Linked DNA regions of Rattus norvegicus: region 2 is linked to region 1. The links are chromatin contacts, called in public Hi-C maps. All regions are on one chromosome and are shown on one strand. Each heading gives the region's core, a stretch centred on a gene start, on an enhancer-like site or on the middle of the called end of the contact. The rest is flanking DNA. Distances are from core to core; before and after follow the strand shown.

The links. Hi-C and Micro-C count contacts between places; a contact is called where the count stands out from the background.
Region 2: a Hi-C map of liver shows a contact between it and region 1, with 3 times the contacts expected there. The contact joins the promoter of Cgn here to the promoter of Rorc in region 1. A contact is called at or near these places in 2 of 12 Hi-C or Micro-C datasets (both in liver).

The regions. Positions count from the first base shown.
Region 1 is chr2:184,695,494-184,702,570 of GRCr8, reverse strand. Rorc (RAR-related orphan receptor C) reads right to left here and starts at 3,750. Exons shown (of 11, transcript NM_001427272.1): 1 at 3,657-3,750; 2 at 1,509-1,538. The coding sequence starts at 3,696.
Region 2 is chr2:185,019,772-185,026,292 of GRCr8, reverse strand. It overlaps Cgn (cingulin), which reads left to right and starts at 2,658. Exons shown (of 21, transcript NM_001427774.1): 1 at 2,658-2,759. LOC134485648 (a long non-coding RNA gene) reads right to left here. Exons shown (of 3, transcript XR_010063867.1): 3 at 4,844-5,923.

The DNA.
Region 1 (7,077 bases), core at 2,501-5,000:
TCGAGTGTGTCTCAGACTGTCCAGTCTCCTGGCCCTTGAGTTTCTGTGCAGGTTTCTGTGAAGTTTCCTATCGATGGGCCCCTTTGCTTTCCATCTGCTCTGTGGGGTACCTCAGCCTTGGAGATTCCCCTCTGGTCCCCTAGTTATTAGGCCCCCACTTGGTCTGGGTGTGCCCCCTAGGTTTCTCAGCTTGGACTCCTTTCTTGAGGTTATTTCACTTGGGAGGCAGTTTTTATTTTCTTGGCCTGGGGTTGGGGAGTGGATCTCAGTGTCTGGACCAACCTCCTCGAGAGGTCTTCAATCTTGCTGGCTAGTAAAAAGCTCTGTCTGCAGGCTTGGGAGTTGGACATTGGATGGATGAGGGTGACCAGCCTCAGGAGGACACATGGTAGGGGCTACAAGGATGGGAGGCAGATCTAAAAGCTTGGCTTGGTCTCTCCCAGTTTCCACTCTCCAAAAGTCCCCCTCTTCCCCCAATGTGGTCCCTGGTCCCCTCCCCCAGTCTGACTGCGTCATTCTGACTCGCTTTCCTCCCAGGCCCCGCTCAGTGTTTCCGTGGGGCCCTGTGGCGAACACACACGAGGTGATCAGGATTATGCTGAGCCAAGCAGCTCTGACCCCCCAGGAGGATGGAGCCCCCAAGCTCAGGGAGGAAGGATGCTGGGACAGGAAGGCCGCAGATGTCTTTGGCAGTGGGAGGGATTGGTGGGCAACCAATGAGTGTGTGATGGAGGGGTAGAGGTGACCCCTCCTGATGAAATTGTCACCATTAACTTAATGACCATGCTTGTGTCTTTTCCAGAGTGCCCCCAAGCTGCTGAGGGTATGCACGACTCCCCTGGGCAGGACTTTGGTGGAATGGACACATTTTGTAGGAGAATAGCCTCTCTCTATGTGGCTGGATTGGGGGTGCTGCAATGGCCAGAGACAAGATGTTTGCGTCCATTGGGAAGCCCTTCTGGAACTCTAGTCTCTTCCTCATACACTGTAGTCTGAGGATTTCAGGACCCCAGGAAACAGTGTCTCTGTCCATTCCTTGTACAGAGACCAGCTTTCCTGCTCTCTGGTTCTGCAGAGCCTCGTTCCAGGCTTGCTCACACCTCAGAATGTGTTAACCACAGAGATGAACACCAAACCTGGCTCTGCCACCACAAAGCCCTGGGCACGCTCCCAGGCCTCCCATTGTGGCTGCTGAGTTAATTCAGAGGCTGGGTGGCCTTACACCTCCTCCCTGGCCTGGCCCAGCAGCTGAGGCTCTGTCCAGCACTCTGCCCTCCTCTTTCCCAGTTCCCCTTTTCTTTCTATGCCTGTTACTTGGCACTCCTTGGGTTTCTTCTTTTTCTGTCCTGGCCTGTAAATCTTTTCCTTTGGCCCTCATCTCTTGGGCCTTGCAGTCTTAGGCTGACTCTTCCACTTCTGTCCAGGCCCAGGTTGTTCCTTTACTCATGGCTTCCGAACTGAACAGTTTTGCCATACCCAGTACCACCTTGGCCCAAACCCCTACTCACAGGTGTGGGTCTTCTTTGCAGCCAGCAACTCTGTAAAGGGAGGGGGGGGTGTCAGTCAACAGAAACCCTGCAGGGGGAGGGGGGGAAGCCAAAAACTCCCCCAGTTACTGACTCCCTCCCTACCCCAGTTTCCCCCCAGCACTGCCTGGCCTCTGAGAAGCTGGGCCCCTTGGCAGAGCCATCACTTTGCCCTTTGGCCACACTGGCCCTCTTCCAGGTCCCGAAAGCACCCAACTCCTCTCTGCCTCCAGGACTTCCCCACACCACACTCTGCCTCCCACCCATACCTTCATTTAGCTAGGTCTCCGATGTCTCTCTTTTCCTCTGGAGCAGCCTCCCCTGCCCTCTCCCCTGCCCTGGGGTTCACTCAGCCAGCACTGTGCATTGTTCCCTGGCACCTGACGTAGCAGACAACTGTCCTAGGTGTGCCACCGTCCCTTCTAGATTGTAAGCCATCTGGACACAGAGCCTCTGTCTGTCTCGTTCGGCTTGCTGCTCTGGGGAACAGCAAGAACCCTCTAGTATCTGGTGCATGTGAGGTACACAAATATTCTGCACCCAGATTAAGTCCCTGAGAGAAAGAATGCAGTCTTTTGCTTGCTTATCTCTGCCAGGAAGCATGGGGGAGTTGCAGAGGTGTGGGGCTGGGAATAGATGGGGAGGGGTGGAAGAGGGCAGAGCTGTGGACAGACCCTCTCTGGCCACCACTGTGCGCTTCACAAGCCTGTAGAAGGAAGATCCCTTTTCCTTGCTGCTCTGCTGGGTCTGGGTCTGGACAGTATTGGATGGACGGACGGACGGACAGTAGGAGGCACAACGGTTCATGGAGGTTTACAGAAATGTTTTGCTGTCCAGGGGAGCAGCTGCTAAGGGGAAAGCCATGGATACTGCAGAGTTACAGGGCTGCCCATGTATTTGGGATGAAGTCAGCAGGCAGTCAGTATTTGGGAAACACCTAGAGAGGGAACTCTTGGCAAAAGAGGCTCTCTTCCATTTCCTATATCCACAGTGCCTAGGGCCAGTCTTTGGTTCCAGAAAGTCCATTAGCCTGGCCTGTAATGTCCCTAACCTTTGATTCCTTTCTGTTACTTTTTGCCTTCTGCTGTCTAAGCCCGGCACGCAAGTCTCCTGTCTTTCCTTCACTGTCCCTCTGCCAGGAGATGCACCCTGCAGCCAGGCTTCCTTCATTTCATCGCCATGATAGTAAATGGGGCCTGGTACCCTGGTTCCCCAAGTGGGGGAGGGGAAGGCCTGCCCAGAGAGGGTGTGGCCTCATGCCATGCCCACCTCCCTCTAATCCTGTCTGGCCCTACTCAGTTTCCTCCCTGACGTGGCACCCTTGTCCAACCTCCAGCTTTGTAATTCAGAGAGAAGTCTTGCAGAGGGACACTCCCCTTGTTGGCCCCCACCCCTACCCCGGGGCCCTTCTCTAGTGGCCCTAGAAGCTGGTACTTCTGTCGATCACTCTCTCTAGGTTCCCAGCTGACAAGCATGGGAGGGAGGGGCTGTCCTGTTCTGAAGGGCTCCCTCCTCACGCCATTGGTGGACTGTTCCCCCAGTACCTTCTTCCTGTGCTCCACTGGTGCCTCACACTACAAAGATAAAACTTTGTGCGTGGACCAGCTTGAAGGAAAGTGTGGGACCGATGGGCTGGAGCAGCTGGCAGGGTGCAATTGCATCTTCTCCCCCAGGCCCCCGCCCTCAGCCCCCGCCCCATAACGACAGACGGGGCACTCCACTTGTGAATGAATAGGAAGGTGGAGAGCTATCCTTCCAGTCATACGGCCCACGGTTCTGTGGCAGGGAGGGGCCTGCTTGTACCTGGGAGCCAGCCCGTTCCCATCCTTCTCTCGATCAGGCCTCCCTAACACAGCTCCTCCCTCCTGCCCCCACTCCAACCTGTCTCTTCCTTCTTGCGCTCCCTGCCTTCCTAGGCCTCCTCCTGCTGTTGCCGTAGGCACTCTTCCTATTTCCCTACAGTTATGTAAAGACTCGACCTGTCCCGCCGTTCTGCTCTTGCCTGCCAGTCGGTCTCCCCTCTGCTCACCTCTCTTCTTACAGTTCTTTCCCAGTCTCTTCCCATCCCTCCCCTCCTCTGAGTCTCCTGACAGTCCCTTCCACCTGCCTTCAGGGCTTTAGGTCTCTTACCCCGAGATGTTCGGTGGTGTCTCTGTGGGGCCCTGTCCATGGGGTAGCTCCCTTGGTGCCGTCCTTGCTGCCCTGGCTGCCCAGGAGGGCAGGGAGCAGGGCCCAGGGGAGGGAGGAGGGAAGAGGGAGGGAGCACCTGGCCCGTCAGCAGGCAGGGGAAAGGAGTGGCTGGCAGAGTGTCCTGGCACAGGAGGGGACTCAGGGAGAGAGCAGTGGACCAGTGTCTGGAGTCTTGAGGAAAAGCAGGTGAAAGGGAGCTAGTATTTATTAATTACCTACCGTGTGCTGAGTCTGTTAGGCCTTGTAGGTAAATCAGAATGTTTTTTTGGAAGTCCACATGATAACTCTTACAGGCAAGTCTGATCATTCATAAGCATTAACCCACTGTTGTCAAGGAATTCACCGGGGCAATTCGCGATTGAGTTGGGATTTGAACCTGGGTCTTTGTGACTTAAGGACAGAAGATAGAATGGCAAGAAGGGGAGACAGGAAGAGTAAGGAGAAAAGATAGCAAGTGTTGTGTGTGTGGGGGAGGGGAGGGGAGACGACGACGACGACGACGACGACGACGACGACGACGACGACTGATCTCCAGGATGGGATCACATTTCCCTGCAGCTTGGGTTCCCCCAGCGCACACCTGCTTTGCCTCTTGCCTCTCTCTCACTCCCTGCTGCCCTCCTCTGGATTTTCCTGGCTTCTAGGTGCTTCCTATACTTCTGGTGGGGTGAGGGATGTGTGCAGGAGGAGGAGCAAATTGAGAGGAGAGGGGCAGAGGAGGGAGAGAAGAGGAACTGTACTGGACCACCAAGTTGAGAGCCCCGCCACCCTTCGCGTTCTCGCTCCTCCCTACTTCACCCCCGCCCCCGACTAGATCTGTTCTCAAAAAGGCCTGCACTGGAGCCTGAGGAGGGCCAAGAGCCAAGGCTTCTGTGGATATTGGATGTTACAGTTCGGGCACGTACTCAGCCCAGAGTTTGATTAGCTGGGCCTGGCTTTCCTGCTTACCCAACAACGGCTGGCTAGGGTCCAGGCTGTGAGCGGGAGGCTCCCAGCCCCTCCTCCTGCTTTCTCCAGCTGGTAAACAGCAGGGCAGGAGCCGACCACGCCAGGGCCTCGTGACTCGCCCACTCCCTCCACCTGGTGCACGTGGCACCTGGCATGGAGAGGGCAGGCAGCTGTCCCTTCGCTCCCAGCACTCCACCCTTGGCCCTCCTTGGAGCGTCACACTCTGCTTCCAGTGGCACCCAAGATCTAGGGAGCTGATTTCCCTAAGCCTCAGAGACAGAGATGAGGAGAAATAGCCTTTCTTAGCCCCAGGGGGACTGAAAAGCGTTGGGGTGTAGGATGGCTTTTGAGGACCTTTGAGGCTTTGTGTTCATGCCCTTTGTATGCATACATGTTCGTGTGTGTGTACATGTATGTGGATGTGTGTACACCTGTGAGTATGTGTCTGTGGAGGGTAGAGATTAAAATCTAGTGTCTTCCTCAATTACCCATTACCTAATTTTATTTTTCTTTTTTGAGACAGGGTCTCTCATGGAACAGAGAGCTCACCATATTGGCCGGACGGATTGGCCAGTGAGCCCTGGGGAGGTGCTGGTTTCCACCACCCCATTGCTGAGACTACAAACACTTACCTACCACCCACCGTCCCCAGTTTTATTATGTGGGTTCTGGGCCTCATGCAGCACTTCACTAACTAGGTCATCTCCTCAGACTTCGTGGTCTTCGGTAAACAGGCCCATGTATACTTTTCTGCTCAGAAAATGATGCCAGTCTGGAGAGCTTTCGAGGAAGAGGCAAAGTTCTGGTGGTGGCCCCCACACCTAGGAACAGAGCTAGAAAGATGCCCTGGAAAAGGCTGGGGCGTTCAAAGGAAGGGGATCTCACTTGATTACCCTTACTCCAGAATTATCCCCTCCTGCTCTTTTGGGCTCCTGAAAGAGTCCACCTGTCTGTCCATCACTGTTTTCTGTGCCTCACCAGCTCTCTCTTCCATCTCTCTTAATTTTTTTTGTTCTTGTTTTTCATTTTCATTTAATTTAATATTTCTTTATAGTATGGATGTTTTGCCTGCATGTTTATCTGTGCACCATTTGTGTACCTGGTTTATTATGGGGCACAGAAAAAGATCAGATCCCTTGGAACTGGAGTCATAGATGATTATGAGCCACCGTATGGTTGCTAGGAATTGAAACTGGGTCCTTCTGGAAGAGCAGCCTGTGCTCTTAACTGCTGAACTATCTCTCCAGCTTCCCCCACCCTCTCTTTTTTTCTTAAAGTATGTTCTCCTAGGGTGACCTCCAGCTCACAATGGTACCTCAGCCTTGGGTGTACTTGGGTTACAGACCTGCATCATTGACCTAATCCTTTCTCTTGGTGATTCTGGGTCTCAAGGCCTTCCAGATGGCCCCTCCTTCAAATGGCCCCTAGGAATGGTTGCAGATGGCGCACACAGTATGCAGCGGCAGACACTGCCTGACACTGCCAGAGTGGCTGCTTCTCTCATATACCATTCATGACCCCCGTGAGTGCTCAGGAAACGACTGGGGGTTGGGAAGACAGGGTCCTGCTTGAGAGCTGCTTGCTTTCAGGCTGCCCATTCATTTAAGCGTTCAGAACATTCATTCCTTCTGGCTGTGTTGCTAAGATGACCTCACTCTGTAGTCTGAGGTGGCCTTGAACGTTCATGGCAGTCCAGTTCCTTCAGACTACCGTGTGCTGAGATTACAGGCATAAGCCATCCTACCCAGCTTTTGGCCACTGCCTCCAGCATGGGGGTTGGGTGGAGGTTCCTATTCAGACGGACACCATGACCAGAGAGTTCTCCGAGGTCCCAGCTATCGGGAGATCACGCCCACGGGAGGAACTGTTCCAACAGCTTCAACTATTAGTTCCTCCCACGGTGGCCATAGCGAGTGTACTGTTGCTATTGGCTGTGACCTTGGGCTTTACTCAGCGGTAAAGAGCAGAGTAGGTTCTGGGGATTTTCCTTCCTTGGAGTTCCCACTCCTGCCTAACCCTCCCACCCCCTCACCCCTGTCTTGCTATAACCAGTGCTCTTTTCTGTAGGAATGGTGCTTTCTAAAGCAGAGCAGGGGTTGTTTCCTCCTCAAATACATTCTTACGCAAGGAAGAGGCTGATAGGAATCAGAGAATCATTCTACCCCCACGTGCCCCGTGCCCCTATCAGGCCCAGAAATCTCAGAGCAGGGGCCAAACAGCCTGGAGGGGGTGGCAGTGGTGGAAATGGGGAGCAGTCACCAACTCTTCTTTCCCTTCCTCCCCACCCCTCAAACCGCAGAAACCACTTAAAGCTCAGCACAGGCCTGTCCTTCCAGGAGGACCCAGGCAAAAAGGAAGCCTCTGGGGTTTGGGCAGCACTCAGAGGCTGGCTTGGCCCAGAGAGGGCCAACTC
Region 2 (6,521 bases), core at 1,409-3,908, 320 kb before region 1:
TTGACCTCTCAAACCCTGCCAAGGGGAGTCAGTCCATGTTCACGAATAAAAAAGCTTGCTTTAATTAGTTTAGCCAAGGTGGTTTGGGTCAGTGGTCTTTCTCCTCCCATCTTCGATTTGCACTGCCCTAGGACAAGGCTGGCTGCTTCAATCAAGTCTTACTATTGCATGTCATATAGCCCTACCTTACCCTTCTGCCAGGCCTCAGCTGTCTTGCTCTGAAGCCTTCAGTAAGTAGGGTGTCTTGGTATAATCTTGCAACTTCATGGCTCTGAGGCTGAGATTGGAGGATGGAGAGGGTCATCCTGGGCTACATATAAACTGTACAGTTTATCTATTTAAGTATTTAACACCCCTTATCTTCCCACTATGTCCTGGTCTCTGTGCTCACCTTATGGGCTCCCACTCCTTCTGGTTCCCTCAGCAAGTGTGTTTTCCTGCTCCTGGCCACCGGACACTTTCCTGTCTCCATGCATCTTTCTCCAGCTACTTTTTTTCTAGGCAGGTGCTCCCCTGTGACACCCTTCCTCCAACTGGTTGAACCTAGAGCCTTAGACATGACAGGTAATATCTCTCTAATGAGAAATCCTCCACACATGCTAGGCAAACACTTCTGAACCAAAGACCACTGACACCCCCGCCCCCACCCCCACCCCTGAGCTGAGGACCAAACTCAGGGCCTTGCTAGGCAAGCACTCTACTGCTGAGCTAAATCCCCAACCCCCCTGTTTCCTTTCTTTTTCTTGATCTGCACAATTAAGAGAAATCTCTCTAGTATGAACATAGGAATGATCCCTGTAAGTATGTATATAAAACCTTACCTGTTTTCTAAAAGTTCACATTGGGTGACACCTCAATTGGGTTGAAAAGAGACCTTCCAGTAAGCAAATTGTGCTTTCCCCCTGGCCCCTATCATGCCACCCCCCACTCCTGGCTTATAGATAATTTCAACAGCTCCAAAATTTTTGTATTTTCAGCCTCGAAGAGAATAAATCACTTTTCTCTGTGGCAGGTAGGTCCAGCAACCTGGCGTTTAAAGTTATCTACTCTCTCTTCAACTCTCTCTTCTTTCACAACTACTTTTCTAGAAAAGGGGTTTTCACTTTTATTTAAGTGGGGGGGGGGTATCATTTTAGTGTCTTTCTGTGACATCCTCCCCTATGGTGTACCTCTGGTTGGCTTGGAACTTAATTTGAAGATCAGGCTGGCCTTAAACTTTCTGCTAGGATCAAAGGTGTGCACCAGGATAGATTCTCTCTCTTTTGGGTCAATTCATCAGTCTGTTTGTTTGTTTAGTTATTTTTAAAACCTCTTTTCCAAACCACTCTTTGGTCTAGAAGTAACCTGATCCAGGAGGGACACCACCTCTGCAGAAGGTCGCCAAACTGCACATTTTCTCATTCTCTCACTCCCCCCACCCCCTCTCCCTCCTTGTTCTTCCTTAGGGCTCTATCCGTTATAGAAGGCTTCTCTTGGAATGCAGAGACCTAGCAACCCAGCTACAGAACAGGTAGGTGGACTTTCCCCTCCAGGGTCCACGCCCAGCATCTAAAGGCTGGGGGAGGGGAAGGGAATGATCTCCAGCTAACGCCACGGAAATGCTAGCTGTATCGAAGATTCCTCTTCAATATATTACAATAAATATTTACCGAACAAATAAAGGAGAGAACTATTCAGAGGCCAGCAAGGTAAGCTAAGCCAATCTTCTTTTTAACATACCTCAGCGGTTAACATTAGGAGCCAGCTTTAATGTTACCTGCCTCAGTCTGCAGGCAAAAGCACCCCAGAGTCTTTTCGGTGTAGTGGGACCAAAAGCCCTACTTGACAGGCTTTCAAAAAAGGTGGATTTACAATCTGTGGTTGAGTCCCTTTCTGCTTATAGAGGTTATTCTGATGCGTATAAATTTACAGCACTAGGTTCCCAAGTCATTCATTCTACACGTATTTTATTAAGAGCCAAGAGTGCTGACCTCTGTTATAGGCGTTTGAGATGAAGCGTACAAAACAAAAGAAAATGAAGCTCTCGGCTTTGGCCGAGCTTTTCATAGGGAGACAAAACGATGAAAATGATTTTTAGGATGATGTAAATTAGGTGATTTCATACTACAAAGAAAAAAGGGTGCAAATGATTGTGGAGGCCAGGAGCCCGAGGATGAGAATCCAGGACTGGGGTTCTGGTTCAGATTGCTGATAAGGCAGGCGAGCAGAGATGCAGGACGTGCTGACGTCCGGAGACTACGAAGAAATTTTCTGCGGAAAGCGACAGAACAGTATTCCGGCTTATGCGGAGGCAGATGAAGGGCAGAAAGGGCTGTGAACCGAGATTTGCTTTGAGAAGAGCACTCGGTAGGCATTTCCCACAGAACCCAGGGGATGCTCTGGTGCTAAGCTACCAGGGTCCGCAAAGCCCCGACGCCCCCAAAATGGCCTCTTAGGTCCCCCCGTGCCCCGCCCCCGCCCACCAGCCCACGTGACCCCACCGCCCCTCCCGTCCACCGGGCTGGGGACCCCGGTTCTGGGTTCCCGCGGTGTCTGCTCCGCCCCTTGCGGGAAACTGACCAATAGAAGGAGGGGTGAGGCGGGGCGGGAGGTGACGGCCAATGGGGCGGAGCTCCTGAGGAGTAACAGGTTGGTGGGCGGGGGAGAGGAGGGAGCTCAGAGCTCCGAGGGGCTGGGCTGCAGCGGCGCGTGCAGCTCGGGAGGACAGAGCGCGAGCCCCTGCGGGGTGTGCGAGCCCGGGAGTACCGATCAAGACCCGGGTGAGTGAATCTGCCCCGAGCCAGGTCACCTGCGATGCGGGTGAGCCCTCAGGAGTATGCCTGAGGGGCGGAGTGGAGGCATCAAATGCCCTCCTCCTGGGCACAGGTGCTGAGTTTAGGAGGAAGGGCGGTCAGAGTGCGGTGGCAGAACTACGGGCTGACCCCTACTCCACAGTGCCAGAAACGAGTGGCTGGGAAGGTGCCAGGTGTGAGGCACCTGAGGGTAAGGTTATTCCCAGGGCATGCATGCATTTCAGCGCTACAATCTCTGGAGGTCAGGCGCCAGCCCTTGGGGCAGAATTTCTCTTGGAGACCAGCATGGGGGCGGGGGAGGGTTCATTCTATTGGAGCAAATGGAAGTGCCGTCAGAGGTTCAGATACTAAAATGATGATACCCGCATGTGCTTGATTTGGGGGGTGACTACCCCCACCCCCTGTCAGACCTTACTGGTCTCTGACACTCTCCTTCTGGCTTTGGAAATGCTCTGAAATGTGGGATAATTCGCTGACCATTTGCCTACAGGTGAAAGCAGTTGCCAGTAAGACACTTAGGTCAGAATACGAGGGCACCAGTCTCTTTCCTAGGTGTGAGATTATTTAAGGCTGTTTCTTTCTTTGCTTTCATGCCAGGGAAAAATTTTTCCTTTTTCCTCTAGAAAGAACTGCGTGTAATCTTCAAGAGAGGGGAATGGAGAAGCATAAATCCCTGAACCCACAAAATAGCTGAAAATGTTTGCTTTCTCGGGGATGTGAAACGAGGATTGATACTGGGTTTCACATAGCCTATGCTAGCCTTGAACTTGCCGTATAGCTGAGGCTGGCCTTGAACTGGTGGTCTGCTTCAGCTCCCAGGGCCAGGATTACCCTGGCCAGGTTTATGTCACCACACCCATCTAGAAATAGTCTTCTTTCTTGAGGCTGATGTAAAATCTTTCATATATATATTTTTTTCTCCTCCTCTTCCTCTTCCTCTTCCTCTTCCTCCTCCTCCTCCTCCTCCTCCTCCTCCTCCTCCTCCTCCTCCTCCTCCTCCTCCTCCTCCTCCTCTTTCTCCTCCTCCAGATTGGGGGACACTGGTGAGATCTGGGAGTGCAGCTAATTTCCTTGCCGCTTCACAGAATCCTGATTCCCTGAAACCCTAGTAGGCATCCCTGATTCATGATCTTTGGCAGACTAGTACTAGTGATACAGAAACATAGAACTCCCTAGGAGACCAAAAGACTAGGGGAATTACACCTCCACATTCCTAGGCCACATAAGAGGTATATATTGGGCACCAGACAACTTCTGAGGTGAATTTCCTTGCCTTAGGCAGCAGTGGAAGCAGAGTCAACCTTAGCTTGGCCCCTTTGATGCTCTGTCTGAAGACAGTTGCTATAATTGGGAAATAATTAGCAACCGCTATGTTTGTAGACAAGCTGCCTACATGTTCCTTTCATCCTGAGTATTTGGGAGTATGGGTCTGGCTCTGGGGCCTGCCGATTCAGAGATTTGCCTGATTCTAAGAGGATTCTGGCTTCCTGTGGTTCCCAGACTGGCTTGCCTGCCCTTACCCTTGTGGGAGAAGAGGGGGTAGGGCTGCTTCTCTTTGTGCCAGGGAGGGGGGAACCAAGGGCCTGGGAGTTGACGGAGGTAAGTGTAAGACCAGGAATGCTGCTTTGGGAACTTGAGAGGGAGTGGTGGAGGGAGACAAAGTTCCTGTCACACACTGGCTTGTCACCAAGTTCTTTGTGCATCTGTAACTCCTGTCTCCTCCCCACCTTCTGCCTCCTCCTCCTCCAGAACCTCGGCCTTGGCCTATCGGCTGGACCGAGCTTCCACTCTTGGTCTTGTCCCTCTGACTTTAGTGGGGACCTGCAAGGTTCCAGTGTAGCCTTCCGGGCCCTCCCTTCTCTTTGCCTCTCAAACCAGTTCAGCCAGTTTGTAAGGGCCCAGTTCTTCATTGTGTTTTACCCCCACTGGCCAAGCAGCTCTAGTTGGCTCTCAGGTTTCTGCTTTTCCAGTGAATATGGTCTGGAGTCCACTTGGGAGTTCTGTTTGTGCCTACAAGGAGCCTTCTTATCAAATGATAAGGTCCCTGAGCGTTCCGTTCTTATTTTCACCATTTACTTGCTTTCTTGTTACCACTGAGATGGTTCTAATTGCCGTTCGTTGTTGTTTGTTTTAGTTTGTCCACTTTGTAAATGTTCTGGTTATTCAATATCTGCACATTGCCTGGCCCTGTGTCTATCAGCCCTTCCTCCATACACCCGAAACACCCCATCCCCCATCCTCACTCACTTCCTGCCAGAAGTCCAGGGACCCTGTCACTCCTAGTTGGAAGCCAGATGCGTATGGCTGGGCCAGAGGTGATGGAATTGGGGCAGGGCAGGCTAATGAGTAACTCAGGAAGAAGTGGCTGTCTGGTACAGGTGTAGTGTGCCTTCTCCCTGTGCTCAGGCAGAAAGGGCAGAGGCAGACAGATGGCGCTGAATTAACTTCTGTCCTGGTCTTTTCCCAGAGTACAGTTGGTGAGAAATGCCCTGGGCATGTGCCAGGGAGGGAAAAGAGGGTCAGGCATCTGGTGAGAGTCCAGGCCCGGACTTCGTGTTGGTCTTGATCATTGTTTACCTGCCTAGGGCTTATGCAAGTTCTTGGAGCTGCCCTGCTCCCGTGGCCCCACCCCACTGTCCTCTGTAACTGAAGGCGGGTAGGTTTCGGGTTTTCCGTGTTGAATCATTTAGAGCTCTGTTTTCTGACCCACCCTAAAGATCTCTCAGTTCTGGCCTCTGACCCATAGGTCGAGGATCTGATAGTGCTTGAAGTCAGAGGAAGGGGGTCTTCAGAACCTAGGGGATCATGGAGAGCACTCCTGCATTGTCTGGACCTCTGGCCCAAGGGGTTGGGCACTTTGCTGTGCCTCCACTGGAGTTCCTTGACCTGAGCTGGAAGATCTGCAGATATCCCTGACAGGGCAGAACTTTATCATGAATAAATCATGTGATTCTTGAGAGCTGGCAGTTTAGGCACACCTGATTGTAAGATCAGGACTGCATAGGGCAGAGAGTCCAGGAAGGCGCCTTCCAAAAGTCCTGGGATACAGCCTTCCAAAAGTATTCATTTGTGTGCTTCCGTATTCCAGGCCGAGGACAGCTGAGCGACTTTGTCCTGTAGGACTTTATTGTCTAGTGGAGGAGACAGCAAACACTCTCTTAGGTAAATGTGTGGAGGTAAACTGAGGTAGCCCTGCTGGGAGTATGAATTAATGACGGAAGCTTTGTAAGAAACTATCTGCTTTTCCCAGTGAGACAAACACAATGGCGCCTCTTTCTTCTACTTCTCTTTCTATTTCTCTTTCTTTCAGATCTCTACCGAAGCTTGGGTGCGCTTCCACACATACACGGGGCTTTCTATTTTCCTCTGAAGCCCTTTCCCTTTCTGCCCTGCAGCTGCGTTTCTGCCATGTTGTTGGATGCTGACCCCCACCACTAAACCTGCAAACTTTTCTTAAATCAAGGCTTTCCCCTTTTTGCGTCTGGCAACTTTTTTCCATTTCCTGCCTCCTGGCAACTGCTGAGATTGACAGTTTGTCTGCCCTATTGTTTCTCTCTCAAAATCTAATAAAATTGTATCGAAGCTTCCTTCTCAGTCCCATTTATAAATTCTTATATTAATGAAATTTAAGACCCAAAGAGGGAACCTCGATTTCCTCAGCAGCAGTCCCTAGCTACTTAGTGAGTTCAAGACCAACCTGGGCTACATAGACCTTTGTCTCAAAAAAAG